Linked DNA regions of Mus musculus: region 1 is linked to region 2. A link is a contact called in public HiChIP or PLAC-seq data. All regions are on one chromosome and are shown on one strand. Each heading gives the region's core, a stretch centred on a gene start, on an enhancer-like site or on the middle of the called end of the contact. The rest is flanking DNA. Distances are from core to core; before and after follow the strand shown.

Region 1 (4,547 bases), core at 1,732-4,231, 410 kb before region 2:
GCTCAGCCGAGAGGAGCTGAGGGGGCTGAGACCCTGCAGGGACTATGCGCCAAGGTGGCGTCTCCAGGGCCCCTCTATGGCCCTACGTGGCACAGGGTGGTAGCTCTGGGCGTTCTCAGCCCTGTGCACTGGAAACCTGGGGACGCTGGGGTCCCTGCATGGAGATGAGACTCTTGTGGGGTGGGTCCCAGATAAGATTGGGCTCCAAGTAGGGATGGCCAGAGGTCCCAGGTGGGGATGGGATCTGGGTGGAGATAAGACTGGGGAAGGGGATACCGGCCCTGGGTAGGGGTGGGACCAGGGTGAGTATGAGACCAAGGGAGATGGGTGGGAATGGGAACGGGTTGGGAGGGGGAATATGGGCCCCGGGTGGGGACGGGACTTGGGTGGAGGTGTGGTGGACCCAGGAGGGGATGGGCCTTGGTTGGCTACCACTGGGGCAGAAGCATCTCTGGATAGCCCCAGGAGGGCAGGGATCCGGAAAGGCGACCTCCTGTCCCCGCCCCCGTTGATGGCGCGGTGAAGTCGAAGTCTCTCCGGGTTCAGGGCCACGATCCCCAAGCTGGAGACCGCGCTGCCCCTCCGCACCCACCGCCCTTACCTCCGCCTCAGACTCCGGAGTCAGGGAGAGCGCGAACTCGCGTGCCCCAGTGCTCACCGGCTCAAGCTGATCGGCGTCCAGAAGGATGCCCTGCCCTGACCTGGTGCCATAGCCCGGAGGTCGGCCTGGCGGAGGCGGAGCAGGTGCGGTCGCTGGGCCGGCCGCCGGCCGAGCGAGCAGCGCCGCCCAGTGGCAGCACCGCGCTCTGCAGCGGCCACAACGCGGGAAGCTCGGGTGCTGCGCTCTCGCGTTGCATCCCCAACAGCCTAGGAGAGCGGCTGTAAACCAGCTCTGGCTGCAGGTTAAAAACCCACAGGGAGGTTTTTAATCAGACCGGGTGCTGTGCCTCACAGCACTTCCCAGATAGAAGCAGGAGGATCAAGAGTCGTTATCCTTAGTTACATAGTGGGTTAGGTTCGACACCACCCTGGGCTACAGGAGATCTTGGAAAGCCTTGAGGAGGGGTAGGTAGCTCATCTCTTCCTCTCCAAGTCAGATTTTTATTTGTTTTACAGTTATTTGTGTGTGTGTGTGCGCGCGTGTCCGTCTTCACAGCTTTTAAAATAAGCTCCAACCCCATCCTACAAAATAAAATGGCTCAGAGAGGAAAGGTGTTGCAGGTCGAGTCTGAGGACCTGAAATAGACCCCCCATGACCCTTGAGTGGACGCAGAGAACTGACTCCTTGAGGTTGTCCTCTGAGCTCTATACACCTGTGCTGGCACATGTGGCCTACACACATGTACACACACACTAATTAGTAAACGTGACACACATAAAAATATAACATATTTGGGAAAGCTGTGGGGACGGGCAGGGTGGGGCAAAGATGGGATTCTGGGACTCTGGTGAAGTGAGTGGGCTAGACTTAGTGGCTCCCAAAAAGAAAGACAGGGGGTGCGGGGGGGGGCAAAGGGAGAGAGAGAGAGAGAGAGAGAGAGAGAGAATGAATATGAATGAATAGGTGATAAATTTGACACACCCAGGCTGGGAGGCTCACCCAAATTCTGCAGTGCCTGGGCCAAGGAGGAGGCCCTCCTTCCAATACAAACGGGGAAGCTCAAAGGGGAGAGGACCAGACCATAGTCTAGTTTTGAATTTCTAGCTGATGCCTTTTAAAATATTATGTTTATTTTTAAACGGGCTGGTCTTAGGGTTGGAAATAAATACCCACCACCCTGATCCTTCCCTGCTGTGTGTGTGAGTTCATCTTCTATCTGACAACCCTCCAGAGCAATCTAAACTGGCTCCATCTGGCTTTTGCGTGCCCTGGGGCTGCTGGCTCCCCACTTCTGGAAGTGTGACTGATTTTCCACATCCATCCAGACTCTCCAGCTCTCTGCCCAGCATCTTCTGGGAAATTCTTGGCAGTGCCTTGGGTACCAGGCACTTAGAAAGGGAATCCACTGAGACCACACATGGCCATCCATCCATCCATCCATTCATCCATCATAGCTATGACATGTCTAGTTCTGAGTTCTTTCACGAGTCACCCCCACCCCCACCCCCCTCTAGCAAGCCTGCCAGGGCTGGGAACTGCTGGAAGAGCCCAGGCTGGCCTTGGTTGGCCAGCAGCACTGAGTGGCAAAAGCCACTGGGTGGACAACCAGAAGAAAGGCTAGGGGAGGTGAGCGAGGGCTGAGGCTTGGCAGGGTGTCCCATGGTCACCAGGCGCTGCCTATACTGCGTTGGTTCAGCTGTAGCCTGGCCATGAGGCCTAGGAAAGGCGGGAACTGGATTGAAGTTTCATTCAGCAAGGTGGTAATTTGGGGGTGAGAGAGGAAGTTGGGGAGAGTGCACTAAAGGTTTGGATATCTGGAAGGCCAGTTTCTTTGAAGTTCGTTATAACCAAACTTTAAGAGTACTTTTGGGAGGGAGAGGCGGGAGGATCAAGGTTTGAGGTGATTCCCTGGTACCTGTATGTTTGAAGTTAGCCCGGGCTAGGCTTAGGGAAATTGTCAATTTCTGGAGAAGTTGTCACACTCTAAAGGATCTGGGAAGCCAGAAATCACTGTGTTTCTGGAATCCCGTGTCCCAACCCACTTTTTGAACTGGGGACCCAGGAGAAATGGGGAGCTGTCCTGCCCTTTTTCTACCAAGTCAGTCACTAATTGGTTTTGACACACCCCCACTCAGGGCTTCACCTGGTGAAGGTCCTAAGCCAAGGACCCTGCCCAAGGCCGCAGGAAAGATTTTAAACAAAGAGCTGAATTCGCACAGGGTCTAGCCTCTTAGAGGACTCAAGGCTATGGTCCCCAGGTTCTACCCCAAGTGGTCCTGGAAAGGCCTGGAATGCGCTGCTAGCCAGAGGCCTGGAATGCAGCCTGCAGAGGCCGCACCCTGCCCAAACCAGTTTGAACCAGCTGCGGGAAGAAGCCAGTCCAGTCCCTTGGAGCTCCCTCTGGCGCCCAAGCTGTCTTAGAACTGCAGCCGGTTTTAGACTAGGTCTCTGTGGGTGGGGGCGGGGCCCCAGCAAGGCCTGGAGATGGGAGTGGGGGTGGGGTGGTGATAAGTGGGGTGTGTGTAGGGGGGAGTTGGGGGTGCCTGCCCAGCCTCTGCCCAGCGTGGAGACTCCCGGGAACCCTGAGCTGGGCCCCAGGTCACGTCCTTCCATTCCCGCATCTTTGGGCTTCACCTCATGGCACACAGTGGTCGATCTGCCTTTCAGCATCCAGGCCTAAGCCCTGCCTGCGGTGGTGCAGGACAGTTATGCCCCCGGTTTAGGTGGAGGCAGGAGAATCGGAGATTCAAGGACGTTCTAGGGTACATATCAAGTTTGAGGCCTTGATACATATATGATCCTATTTCAAAGAGAGGAGAAACACACAAATTGTGAACACAGTGAAAATTCTTTTTTTATGTGTGTATTTAAACTTTCATTGGATTTACGTATTGTTGGGGGAGGGGAGGAGTGTGTGTGTGTACGTACACGTGTGAAAATCAGGACATTTTTGTGTGGGGAGGGTGTCCATTCTCTCCTTCCATCATGTAATTCCCAGGAATTGTTGGCTACAGACCTTGTTCAGGTGGAATCCTGACACTGTGAGTTAGTTGCTGTGGGATGTGGCCTTAGCTTTGAGTTTTGGATGACACTGGAGTTAGTCCCTTGTGCCAGGTTCTGGGCTTGCTCAGCTGTGGCACTTCTAGGCTCTGCAAGTGTCATCACGTTGGTGGCCCAAGTGTGTGTCACTGTGTGCCGGGCACTATTCCCAGATTGCTGGGTTCCCATCACACCAGCGTGAACATCAGCCCTGCAATGTCTCCATTGAATGGAGGTGGAAACAGGCCTGGAGAGATTGAGCATTGTGGTCATCTTCATAGCTAATCAGTGAGAGTGTGTAGAAGCCAGGAATGGTGGCACACACATTTAAACCCAGCACTCAGGGGGCAGAGGCAGGTGGATTTCTGTAAGTTTGGGGCTAGCCTTGTCTACAAAGCAAGTCCAGGATAGTCAGGAGTATATAGAGAAACCTTGTTTGGGGAAAGAAAAGGAAACAAGAAAAGAAAAGATCATATAGAGGATGGGCAGTTAACTGCAAGGGCTCCATGCAGCCACAGGGAGGAGGGACGACATCACCAAAGGGTCCCCTCCCCCACAGGCTCATGAACACTTTGTTCTCCAGTTGGTGGCACTGTGGTGGGAGCTATGGAACCTTTAGGAGGCACAGCCCTGCTGGAGGAAGTTTATCAGTTGGCGTGGATTTTGAGGGGTACAGTCTCACCCCGCTTCCAGTTTGCTCTTCCTGTTTCCTGTGTGCAGTTGAGACTCGATCTCTAAGCTCTGGCCTCCTATGGCCACTGCGACCCACCCTCTGGAAGAAAGGCAAACCCTTCCCTCTTCCTTAAGTGGCTTTGGTCATGGTGTTTTACCACAGCAACAGAAAAGTATCCCACATACCAGGCTGAGGCAGTTTAGTGACTCAGCAGCTGGTTTGGGGGTGCCTAGG
Region 2 (4,814 bases), core at 355-2,854:
GAGCTCCTCCCAGCAGTGGTGGAACACACACCCGATACTCTGCCCAGACAGGTCCCTCCCTCCCCAGCCTGCTATAACCTGAGCACCAGCCTCCTCCTTCTCTCCGAGGTCGTGGTCTGCACCCCCACCCCAACATTGCACAAGGATGAATACACGTCACAGATGTCATAGGACCCGTGGTCACTTCAGAGTGCAGTGTCTGAGGATAGTCCTGTGAAAGTGCCATTACTGGAGGTGCGGGGTTGGGGGACAGGTGACAGCATGGGATGCCTAGCTCACTAGGCCTTCTCACTAGGCCTTCTGCCTTGCTCCCCTCCAGGGCCCTTCTGTTCTCCATCCCTGGCACTCATTGGGGGTTTTTCGGTTTTTTTATTTTGTTTTTTTTTTCTTTTGCTTTGTTTTTAGTTTTGTTTTTTGGTGTTTTGTTTTGTTTTGTTTGTTTTGAGAACAGGGTTTCTCTGTGTAGCGCTGGCTGTCCTGGAACTAGCTCTATAGACCAGGCTAGCCTCAAACTTAACAAAGATCTGACTGCTTCTGCCTCACAAGTACTGGGATTAAGACATGGGACACTCCCTGGCTGCTTTCTTCAGTCTTAAGTGGGTATCTGAGCACCTTTCCCTGCCTTGGCCTTGACCGCATGTGGAAGAGATGGCAAGTGCTTCGGCAGCCATGGTGGCACCGTGAGGATCCAGGCTGGTGGTGGATGGGAGAACCAGTGACCTTGCTCCCAACCTCCAACTCATTCTGTTATGTCTTTATTCAGTCATTCAACAAACATTTATTGAGCATGTACTGTGCACCAAGCCTTGCAGTGTGCACTGGGAACACTCCAAGAAAGCAGTCAGCAGGATTCCTGCTTTGCATCCTGGGGTGTGGAACAATGTCAGCTAAGGAGTCTTTTGTGACAACGGTGGGTGGGGGATCCAGAGGCCTACAAGGACTAAACCAGGGAGCACCTAGAAAGTCTCCCCCTGGGGATGGGTCTGTTCAAGTTTACAGCAGCAGAGTCTAAGCCACGGGCTGTGCTGACAGAATGGGGCTCAGCTGCCACCAGGCTTCTGAGACCTCACGACCCAGGAGCTTGTCAGAGAGTGAACAGCTGGCCCTGACATCCTCCCTGCTCCCAGGTGACAGGGCTCCTGTCCTCAGAGGTCTTCTCTCACAGCCCCTAGAGGTGGGCCCAGGGGCCTAAGAAAGAGTCCGGTGGTCTGCTACTAGAGGGTCTCCCCATCAGCAAGGCAAGCTAGGGAAAGAGGAGGGAGAAAGCACGCCAAGTGGAGGAGGCAGCCTTGCAAACACCCTGAGGCTAGCAGGTGTCCCTGGAAGAACCCAGGCAGCCTCAGCTGGAGACAGGGGGCAAGTGTGGGGGGGAGGGGACAGGAAAGGTAGCCTGGGAAGGGGAGGGAGGAGGAGGAGGAGTCGCCCACTCGTGTCACGGCATCTACAGGTTGTAAGATTAATCTTTAAGGCAGTAGGAGCCACGGGAAGCTCTGGAGCACAGAAAGTTGTGATGCGGTTCTTGTTTCATCAGGCACACAGAGAATAGAAAGAGAGGGCTGGGAGCAAGGGAGTCGCTGGAGGCCAGAGGACTCATGGGTGATTCACTCAGAGCTGCACTAGTTGTGGCAGAGGTCGGGGTGGAGACGGGGTGAGCCGGGAACTCAGCATGGCTGGAGGCTCTGACTGCTGCGCGTGCGCCTGGGGAGCGGGCCCACTCCTCACGTCCCAGAGAGAGAAACTTTAGGACAGGCTCATGTAGCCCAGGCTGGCCTAGAACCTAGTGTGACCAAGGATGACCCTGAAGTCCCACCTCCGCCTGAGTACGGGGATTACAGGCGTGCACTACCACACCTGGTTTATGGAGCACTGAGGACCAAGCCCAGGGTTTGCCACATGCACGCTACCAAGTGAGCCACAGCCCCAGAAACTCTTGATACTTCACGGGATGTAAATGAAGGAGTCATGGTGGATCAGAAAGGGCTTAAGCCTCCTCACCCCTCACCCTCACCCTTCATCCCTCATCCCTCACCTTCATCCCTTACCCTCAGCCCTCATCTCTCACTCTCACCCTCCACCCTCTCCTTCAACTCTCACCTCCATTCCTCACCTTCATCCCTCACCCTCATCCCTCATCTTCATCTCTCACCCTCACCCCTCATCCCTCATCCCTCACCCTCACTCCTCACCTTCATCCCTCACCCTCACTCCTCACCCTCATCCCTCACCCTCATCCTTCATCTTCATCTCTCACCCTCACCCCTCACTCCTCATCCTCATCCCTCACCTTCATCCCTCATCCCTCACTCTCACTCCTCACCCTCATCCCTCACCCTCACTCCTCACCTTCATCTCTCACCCTCACCCCTCATCCCTCACCTTCATCCCTCACCCTCATCCCTCATCCCTCACCCTCACTCCTCACCTTCATCTCTCACCCTCACCCCACATCCCTCACCCCTCATCCCTCACCTTCATCCCTCACCCTCATCCCTCATCCCTCACCCTCACCCTCACCCCTCACCCTCACTCCTCACCCTCATCCCTCATCTTCATCTCTCACCCTCACCCCTCACTCCTCACCCTCATCCCTCACCTTCATCCCTCATCCCTCACTCTCACTCCTCACCCTCATCCCTCACCCTCACTCCTCACCTTCATCTCTCACCCTCACCCCTCATCCCTCACCTTCATCCCTCACCCTCACTCCTCACCCTCATCCCTCATCCCCACCTTCATCCCTCATCCTCACTCCTCACCCTCATCCCTCACCCTCACTCCTCACCCTCATCCCTCACCCTCACTCCTCACCCTCATCCTTCATCCCTCATCCTCACTCCTCACCCTCATCCCTCACCCCTCACTCCTAACCCCTCACCCCTAACCTCTCACTCCTGCTGCAGTGGGCCCTGGTCACTTTAACTCTCCAGCAATAGTCAGGCCTGGCAATAGACAACCCTAATCCCAGCTTCTCAGGAGGCTGAGGCAGGGGGGACAATCGAGCAGAAGCTGGGTCCCGTGAGACCCTGTCTTTAAAAGAGACTGAGAAAGTAAAGTAGGAGAGTAAAAGTAAAATTGGGGAAAAAAAGAGCCAACAGCCAGGCCTGATGGTATAGACCTGGGATCCCAGCCCAGGTGCAGGCAAAACCAAGAATTCAAGGTCATCCCTCGATATGTAGTGAGTTCAAGGTCAGCCTGGGCTAAACAAAACCAACAACACTCATAAGAGAGCAGAGGGCGCTGAGCTCGGGGAGGAGAGAGCCTGGACAGCCCGAGGAGTCTGAGGAGTGTGGGCCTCTCTGAGTCCTCGTGGGGACTTTGAGCTGAAGGATGCGCGGGCTGCACTCACAGGTGCAAAGGTCCTGTGGTGGGTCAGATTCAGAAGGTTCAGGAAATAGCAGGAGGTCAAGCCAGCTGCGGTGGTAAATCACAGGCAGGAGGATTGCCTTGAGTTCAAGGCCTGCTGGCCAGAAGTGATTACAAGGCCAACCATGGCAATGTGGAAAGACCCAGTCTCAGAAAAGGCAAAAGAGGAGGCCAGGAAGAAAGGCCAGAGCTGGAGGCCCAACTCAAGGCCCCGGGCAAAGGGGAGGTCAGTTTACAGCTTGGGAAGCCATGGGAGGCTTTAGGAAGGAGCTGAGAAGAGCTGTCAAGGGGGTGTGGGGGCTCTGGGACAAAGTGGTATGTCTGTCCTGACACACAAGGCCCTGGGAGTCCAAGACGTGATGGACCTATTCGCCTGCACCTGGACCTCCTAGAGAACATTCCAGACTGTGATTACCTCAGTGCTGAGGCCTTCCCAGTTGCCCTCTAACGAGGCCCCCTGGAGAGGCAGCCACAGCTCCAGGAGGACAAAAAGACAGGGAGTGGCTGGTGACTGGAGGGCCAGGCCCGTGCCACCTGGGTCCCCACATATGGACGCCTGTTCCATTCCCAGTGGGCATGTGGTACCTAGCCTGCCCTCACCCTACACAGCTCAGCTGCTGTCCCCCTAGCTAACTCTGCCTTTCTCTCTGTTTCTCTGTCCCTGTCCCCCAGCCCACCTGACCCCTGGTCTCCAGCCTGAGGTCTGGGTAGATACTCTTCTGGCTAGCCCCAGGGGCACAGGGCAGGGACAGGTGTCTTCTTCCCAGCCTCCTCCTGGACAGGACCCTGCTCCTTTCTTCCAGCTCTGCCCTGGCTAGGTCAACCCAAACCAGCACCTACTGCCCTCTCCTTCAGGGAGCTGAGGTGTGGTTCCGGTCCTCCTGGGAACACAAGATTGAGTAGGTTCTGTAGGCCTGAGCCTCCCTGAGCGCCCCCCACCCCCTTTACACATGGAGAAACCGAAGCTCAGAGAGGGCGCACCACTGGCATAGGGCCACACAGCTAATTGCAGGCAGAATATGACCCCAGGGCCTTGGGCAGGGCTTCAGAGAGACTCCCTCCCCTTCCAGCCCCCAGCTTCCTTCCGCAGAGGCCACTGGGCCTCCTGTCCTGGGAGTTCTTCCAGAACCATCCACGCATCGCCTGCTTCTCACACAGGTAGAGAAACAATCCACTCTTTCTGCACCTGCATGGTGTCTGAGATTCCAGAGAGCTGGTCTGGCTGAAAGCTTCTATCCCCCAGGGCCGCCAGCAGCCTGACAGCTTCCACCAGGCCTCCTCCCCACATCCTAGATGCCAGTCTCGTCTGGTCCAGGAAGTGTCAGCGGTCCCTCATGCCCCCCCTGCACACATATGTGCACACATGTATATGTACACATATGTGGACCCCCTCACCTCCAAGTCTGCTAAGCTATAGGACAGAAGAATCCTGGAACATGGCATAAGGTCTT

The links. HiChIP or PLAC-seq counts read pairs in DNA pulled down with a chosen protein or histone mark.
Region 1: a contact with region 2 is called in a FOXA1 HiChIP or PLAC-seq map of pancreatic cancer cells. The contact joins two enhancer-like sites.

What each region holds. Positions count from the first base shown.
Region 1 is chr2:168,113,560-168,118,106 of GRCm38.p6, reverse strand. No RefSeq gene overlaps it. Among named protein-coding and RNA genes, the nearest start is that of Gm46787, 29 kb to the left of the region's middle. Within about 2 kb of position 2,981, at least 104 of the 459 cell types and tissues checked have an H3K27ac peak or open chromatin away from gene starts, as enhancers often do. A contact at or near this core is called in pancreatic cancer cells, where this site is marked.
Region 2 is chr2:167,705,386-167,710,199 of GRCm38.p6, reverse strand. No RefSeq gene overlaps it. Among named protein-coding and RNA genes, the nearest start is that of A530013C23Rik, 17 kb to the right of the region's middle. Within about 2 kb of position 1,604, at least 32 of the 459 cell types and tissues checked have an H3K27ac peak or open chromatin away from gene starts, as enhancers often do. A contact at or near this core is called in pancreatic cancer cells, where this site is marked.